2 separate regions of the Triticum aestivum genome follow, and region 1 is linked to region 2. A link is a contact called in public Hi-C data. All regions are on one chromosome and are shown on one strand. Each heading gives the region's core, a stretch centred on a gene start, on an enhancer-like site or on the middle of the called end of the contact. The rest is flanking DNA. Distances are from core to core; before and after follow the strand shown. Region 1 holds the start of LOC123180518 (ATP-dependent DNA helicase Q-like SIM). Region 2 holds the start of LOC123180516 (double-stranded RNA-binding protein 2).

Region 1 (3,676 bases), core at 965-3,464, 750 kb after region 2:
CAGGTGTCCATCTATGGCTATGCACACCAAACCATTTGTTATTAGATATACCAACACAATTGTACATCCCAACCATCATTCAACTCCTCTTGCATGTATTTTAGTGGTTAATAAGATCAAGGGGATTCCAACTCTACAGCTTGACACACCATACCACAATGTAATCCTCTGGACAGAACATGACAAAATAAAAAAGATTTACTCACATTAAATCGAAGGTTTTGTCGGAAAAAGGACGTCAAGACAACCACTGTATGTCCTGACATTTTCAAGGACTTGAGAATGTCTTCTCGTACCGGGAGAGTTGCAGTAGCAGTCAATGCCATCAAAGGAATATCATGTTCCAAGAACTTCAATTTGCTGGAACAGAAATTTTGTCGAAGCACAGATAGTTTCCTGTAGCGGGAGATAATTGTTTACTTAAGTACTAGAGCTGTAAAACACTGCAAGAACATAGAAGAGTGTGGTTGGTTCTTAAGTACCAAACCAAATATTATCTCACTGAAGTGCAAGTCACAAACTAACAAGTAATGATGAAAAACAGTGCTAGATACTGATTTGCACCTTCAATATAGGGTATTGAATACAAGAGCAGACCTATAGTCGGGTCGGAAATCGTGACCCCATTTAGAAACACAATGAACCTCGTCAATGGCAAAAAGTGCAATCCCTGGTTTTTCGGCAAGTTTCTTCAATGGTTCCATCAGTCTGCATGTAAAGAACTTCCGGAGTAAGCATGGCAACGGATGTATCAATTTTAGCAATCAAAAGCAGAATGATTACCTTAAAACTGTCTCGGGGCAAACATAAATAATCTTATACATGCCAGCCATGGCTTTGCCCTCAACACGATTATCTGGTTGCCCTGATCCAAGGAAGCATGCTGATATCCCATGTTTTGCAAGTTTTAGGCACTGGTCGTGCATCAAACTAATCAAGGGTGAGATCACCACCACAACCTTCGTAGTCAAAAGAGCTGGAATCTGAAAGCAAAGTGACTTCCCTGCCAACATGGTCATTTTCACATCATTCATTTTATTACAGGTGCCTCAAACCTTGCATAACAATATAGAGAATATACAATAATAAACTACCTGATCCAGTTGCTGCTAGAACAAGACAATCCTTGTGAGCAAACCAAGCATCCAAGGCTTCCTTTTGGAAACCCTTCACACAGGAGAATCCGAAATGCTTTTGCAAAACAGCACTAATTTTGTCAGCCCAGTCAAACTCGCCTCTTGAATCATCAAGCAAAGTCTGATGTTCAGGCTTTGGTTTTAAACAGATAGCAGCAGTCAATGCAGGGTTCATGTTGGCCGCTAAACAAGAATATGAGGTACTTGGCTCCTCGCCACAAGACTCGGTTTTACTGCCAGTGGTTGACGCGATATGATAAGTAATGCTAGACTGCTTAAATTTCCCCCTGGGATTAGCCAGTCTAGCACTCCTGTCAGAAGAGCGTCTTTGAGACCCCCCGCCTGGCTTTCTTTGTACACTACCAGAACCATTCAGCACAAACTCCACCACGTCAGCACGGCACGGACCGACAACACCAATGGCTTCGCTGATCTTGTCGAACTCGAACCCCATCTCGAGCAACTCGGCAATGACATGATCAGCAGATACATCAGTGCCGACAGAATTGGCATCCATGATCAGAACCAGTGAGCTGCGCTTGCAAGCCAAGCTCGGTGCTCACTGGCTGAAGAACAACAGATCCTTGAGGTCGAGGTTCGGTGCTAAGCTGCACGATGGTGAATCTGAATACCTAGCCCCAAAATCTGCACCGGTTCGCCCAGGTTGACCTGTCAACAAAACAGAACGCGGCGACGATTAATTTCCATGCAATTGCTTGGCGCTGCCCCTAATTCCGGTTTACTTGGGCGAGGAGAGCAGTCGCCGTACGCGGTGTTCTCGGTTCGAACTAAAACCGAATTGGGTGGAGCGGGTGAGGTCGGATCGAACAGGGCGGGACCGGATTTACCGGTGGAATCGGGCTCCTCGGTGCAGGATCCCCAATTCGTTCCGCGCCCTCCGCCTCACGCCGCCGCCGCCCTCTGCTCGCAGCTCCGGAGAGGAAGGGGAATGGGATGGCGAGGGTTTTGGTTTCGAATCGCGGGAGAGAATGCGGCGGAAGCCTGGAGTTTCGTTCGAGGGCCGTGGCTGGCATGTGGGACTGGGACCAACGGGACGGCGCGCGAGCGAGGGAGACGCGATTCCGATTAGAAGCACTTTTTAGGCTCACCCTCAACTCCTCAAGCGACCCAACACCAACCGCAAGACTTTGGGGTATTGTCTGGGCCGGGCTAGGTTTAGGCCAGGCTTGCAAAACATGACCTCAAATGACACGTCTGGGCCTCGCACAGCCGAGGCCCAGAAAAGTGTGAAGTCACTTGTTGTAGCGTGCCCTTATAAATGTCACTCTTATCTTCTTTTGTGGTGACTAGATAATTTGCCCGTTGCCTCAAGAAAAAAAGATAATTTGCCGGTGCGTTACAACGGGAGTATAAACATTAATTCTAGTAGGCTAGCCATGGTTGAACATCTTTTACTCCCTTCGTATCAAAATATAAGACCAGCTTTTCTCAAAAAAAAAAACATGATATAAGGCATTTTTGTAGTTTGTTTAGCCTAAAAAAGTCTTATATTTTGATATAGAGATAGTATTACATTCGTCCGCTAAAATCTTCATAAGTTTTTTGTATTCAATTGCCATGATTTACCATCCTATTATTAAACACTTACTCCCTCCGTTCCATAATATAGTGCACATAGATTTTTTAAAAAGTCAAACTTTTATAAATTTTAACCAAGTTTATTGAGAAAACAATTTATATCTACAAGACCAAAAATATAAAATCTGAAACTACATCTTATGAAAAATCCAATAGTATATATTTGCCATTCTAGATGTAAATATGTTTCTCCACAAACTTGGTCAAAGTTTGTGAGCTTTGACTTTTTAAAAAGTCTATATGCACTACATCATGGAACAGAGGGAGTATTTGATAAGAATTTATTGACTTATCAAAAAATACCCCCTTTGTAAAAAAACATAAGATGTTGTAGAGACTTATGTACAGAGGTTGTATTATTTAGGAAAATTATCAAAGAGGGGGAGGAAAAATGACATCTTATTGTTAAGCACTTATTTGGTAAGAATTTATTAACTTACCAAAGAATATTATTCGGGAGAAAAATCAAAGATGAGAGGAAAAAACCAAACATGAGAAGGGAAGGGCAGACCATATATATATATATATATATATAGAGAGAGAGAGAGAGAGAGGGGTTGGACGAAGGAGAGAGTGAAACGGGAATTTTTAAGTAGTATATATATATATGGAGATAGAGATTAAGTAGTAGAGATAAGTGGCTCGCTAGATGCGTGACACTTGTCACAATCTGAGAGTTTTGTGTTTTCTCATTCATTCATTTCTTTTAAACATTTTATCTATTGAACCATGTGTCCATATCACGAACCGTTTTCGTTTCTTGCGTCGAGATTTTCGAAACTAAATCACATGTTATTAGGTTTAAACAAACTTTTTCCTCCAAAACACCTCAAAAAACAAAAAAAATGAAAAATGAAAAAAAACTAAAACCGGAAAGAAAACGGAACCTAGAAAATAATCAAAAGCACAACTGTGATTTTTTTTTCCTTTTTTTGGAAGCA
Region 2 (3,890 bases), core at 971-3,470:
ATGAACATGGACACACGGTAGAGATGTACTACAAAGGGCAGAAAACTACATACCACATGACAACCTTAAATATCTCATCTACTTGGATTTGTTTTTACTGCACCAGCAGGCATGAAAAAGGGACAACTGGCAAGTCAACATCAGATATCATAAAAGAACTGAACCTTCCCAACCAATACATCATAAATTATACTGTTTCGCTTTGACTTATTGCAGTGGGAATTATCAAGAACAGTGCATATTAAATATACACTGTCATGGAAGTATCTTAGGTAGATCCACAGCACAGATGAAATTTATTGTTCTTTGACTGAAGGAGAGGCTGGCTTGCTATACGGCTATATTCCAAGTGAATTAAAAAAATGTCCATCGTCATAATAACTAAAACGAATGGTACTACGATATTGCTGATGGAAAGGGCAAAAGCTGTGACAGCAGATTAAGCAAATACTCAAAGTTGTACTGAAGTTGAGACACTTATTTTGGGACGGAGGAAGAATGGGTTTGTGCAATGAAGAAAAGAATAGCACGAGCATGTTCGCAGAAGCTTAAGATAAAGGATGATGGATAATAATGCCAGTCACTTGCATATTAAGTATTCAAAACATAGCTACAGTTTTATTTGTCTTTGTCCACACAAAAATAAGCTGCAAAAATTTGGGTAATCAACAACAGGTGATGTTTGTTATTTCAGCTAAAGTGAAGGAAACGAGATTCCAATGTTAATGTGGCCAGTATAAGCAATATCTAGGGGCATCAACAAAACTGACCAGGACTTTTGCAGCAAGCGATGATGAAGGCCCCCTCTTCGACAACTCATTGAGCGCTACCTCAGCTGCCGCATGCTCTGCCTGCCGCAAGGTGGGATAGAACCCCGGGCTCTCAAATGATTCCCCATTAAAAGTAACCGTGGCCTTAAACCGGGGCGCATGATCTGGCCCCTCGCGGATGCACGCGTAGGACGGCAAGTTGAAGCAGCTCCTCTGCGCAAGCTCCTGGAGCTGGTTCTTGAACATGCCTGCATCCACCTCAAGAATCAAAGCTGGACCCACTAAACTACATCACCACTGGAGCCAGGCTCATAAGGGGTGACAAAGATCATCATAGCAACCCCCTAAACAATATGAAAATTTGGAGAAAACATTGAACAGCGGCGTGAAGAAATGCATACCTTCGAAGCGGAAGTATCAATCAAGCAGTGTATGAAGCTATGTTCAGAGTTGAGAAGAGCTGCTTCTGGCCTTAACCCTTGCTTTGATGCCCTCTTGTTGCAGTAGATAAGAAGAGGTCTCAGATAATTAATAGCCAGTGCTGTACTCCCAGTCCTGTAGAGGAACAAATAAGTCCCGGATCAAATGGAAGCAATAAACATAATGCTGGCGTTAGCAGAGGCAACCATACTAACAATGAGTAAGACTACTGGAAGCAATAAACTGCAGTCCTCAGAGGATTCATTGGTACTTTTATGAGGATTCACTGGTAGTACTAGAGCAGAGCAGGGGAGGCAATGAAGCACGCAAGGACAACAAGAGCAGCTGATTCCCATTAAAAAAAACACAAGAGCAGCTGATTCAGCTCGCTGCCTCGTCTAATTAATGCACTGCCACAGTAAATCTAAGAAAGATATCGCACCCAATGAGTAACAAATCCAGAAACCTCTGATTAACTGACACAGAGGAAGAGAAAAGAGAACGCATGGAATGATATGGACCAAACATTTGGGACTGGCTAAGAACCTAATCGTATCCAATTAGAGAGACGCCGGAGCCAAGAAAGAAACCCCGCCCCGCCGCGCCGGCGAGATCGACCAAACCACATCGGCGGGAACCCGACCCCAGATCGAACCAAGCCCCACGAAACCAAGAGATGAGCAGACCAACCTGCGACGAGAAACCGCCGACTCTCCCTCCACCTTGAATCCTCGACCCCTCTCAACCGCGGAGGAAGCGAAAGGGAAAAAGGCAGCGAAGACACGAACCACCGACAGCCGCGACAAAAATCTCTCCTTTCTGTTAGCGGTTGCCTCCGCGTGGTCGCTTGGTTTGGCCGCGACTGCGAGGGTGGGCTCAGCTACGCCATTAGGCTAGGGCGGCGGCGCTGCAGCAGCGGGCGGCGGCCATCAGCAGCGAGATTGGGAAGGGAGGCGTGTTGCTTTCCGGCGCTTTTCGTCTGCATCCTACTCCTCCTACTCCTTTTTTTTTTCCGAGCCCGTGTGTCATGTGCACGCAACGGCGATCATTATTGCCGGCCACGAGGAAAACAGCGGTTAACGTCGCTTCGTTAAGGCATAGTGGAGTGGCTGATTAAGGCATGTTTGGTTGGCCATTAATATTGCTCCACTTTCATTGAAATATTTACAAAGAAAATAAAAGATCTCGAGTATTATACGAAATTTCAAAGAATTGCGCGGAGGGATCGGACCATTGATCAACTCAAAAAAACTCAGATTCGATTACATAAGTCGAACTGAAAGTTCACCTCGTACTATCCTTGTTCCTACCTTCAAATTCAAGAAGTGTACCAATGATACTCTCACACATGTTCTTCTCAATGTGCATAACATTCAGGTTGTGAGGTAACATAAGATTCTTCCAATATGGCAAATCATATAAGCTCGCCTTCAGGTGCCATGTTGGATGATCCACGCGCTTTCTCTTTCTACATGGATTTCCTGGGTACTTACCTAATTTGAACTTCTCCTTAGCACATTGTAAGTACGAATCAAATTCTTTGCTTGTGAACTTCCTTGGTGGTGTCCTATCCTCTGTCTTATTATTAAACGATGCTTTCTTTCTTCGTAAAGCATGTTTGAGAGAAAGGAATCGATGATGGCCAATATATCTAAATTTATTTTTCAGTTTCTCATAGCAAGGATCCTCATCGCAATACACACATGCATAATAACCCTTTTGTGCTCCGACCTGAGTGGTGCTATATGCAGGGAAATCATGAATGGACTAAATAAGCATCGCAAGTAAATTGAAATCTTGTTTCGTGGGTATATCTTCTATTTTCACACCAACCCAAAGCTCTGCATATCCTTTACCATTGGTTGCATTTATACATGAATATCCTTTCCTGGTAACTTTTTTCTCGGATCAACAATGTCATCATGAAATTAGATCGGTCCATGCACATCCAGGGTGGGAAGTTGTATGGAATGACAAAAACATGCCACATATTGTATGCACTACTCATGTGGCCAAAGGGATTGAATCCATCTGTTGGAAAGCCTAACTTCAAGTTACGGGGACCCGCAACAAAGTCTTCATGTTCCGCGTCGAAGGCCTCCCATGCCTCGCCATTAGCAAGGTGCCTCATGACATTTTTCTTCTTCAACCCTCATATCCTTGTGCCACCCGATGTGCTCTCATATTTTCCCCGAAGAAAAAAAACTTTGTAACCAGGGGATTATCGAAAAGTACCAAAAGATCTGGTGAGGAACCTTTTTCTTTCCATCACCATGTCTGCACCTTGATGTACCACACTCGGGACAATGAATGATGTTGGCATGGTCTCTCCAATACAAAACGCAGTCATACTTAAATACATGAATTGTCTCATAACGAAGACCAAGATCAGAAAGAGCTCTCTTAGCATCAACGCAAGATTTCAGAAAGGCCACATCAGGAAAAGCGTAATTCAACAGTTGAAAGACATATTGAATGTCCTATTGTTCATATGGGTTGATACGTCTCCGTCGTATCTACTTTTCCTAACGTTTTTGCTCTTGTTTTGGAGACTAATTTGCATGCTTTGAATGAAACTAACCCGGACTGACGCTATTTTCAGCAGATCTACCATGGTGTTGCTTTTGTGCAGAAATAAAAGTTCTCAGAATGGAACGAAACTTTTTAGAGATTTATTTCAGAATAAAAGAAAAATACTGG

What was found. A called contact is a pair of places that touch in the nucleus more often than the background predicts.
Region 1: a Hi-C map of leaf shows a contact between it and region 2, with 7 times the contacts expected there. The contact joins the promoter of LOC123180518 here to the promoter of LOC123180516 in region 2. A contact is called at or near these places in 2 of 5 Hi-C or Micro-C datasets (both in leaf).

Annotation. Positions count from the first base shown.
Region 1 is chr1D:90,838,128-90,841,803 of IWGSC CS RefSeq v2.1, forward strand. It overlaps LOC123180518 (ATP-dependent DNA helicase Q-like SIM), which reads right to left and starts at 2,215. Exons shown (of 16, transcript XM_044592585.1): 1 at 1,906-2,215; 2 at 1,095-1,805; 3 at 784-1,003; 4 at 598-708; 5 at 207-396. The coding sequence starts at 1,653.
Region 2 is chr1D:90,092,304-90,096,193 of IWGSC CS RefSeq v2.1, forward strand. LOC123180516 (double-stranded RNA-binding protein 2) reads right to left here and starts at 2,221. Exons shown (of 5, transcript XM_044592581.1): 1 at 1,881-2,221; 2 at 1,172-1,325; 3 at 771-1,018. The coding sequence starts at 1,016.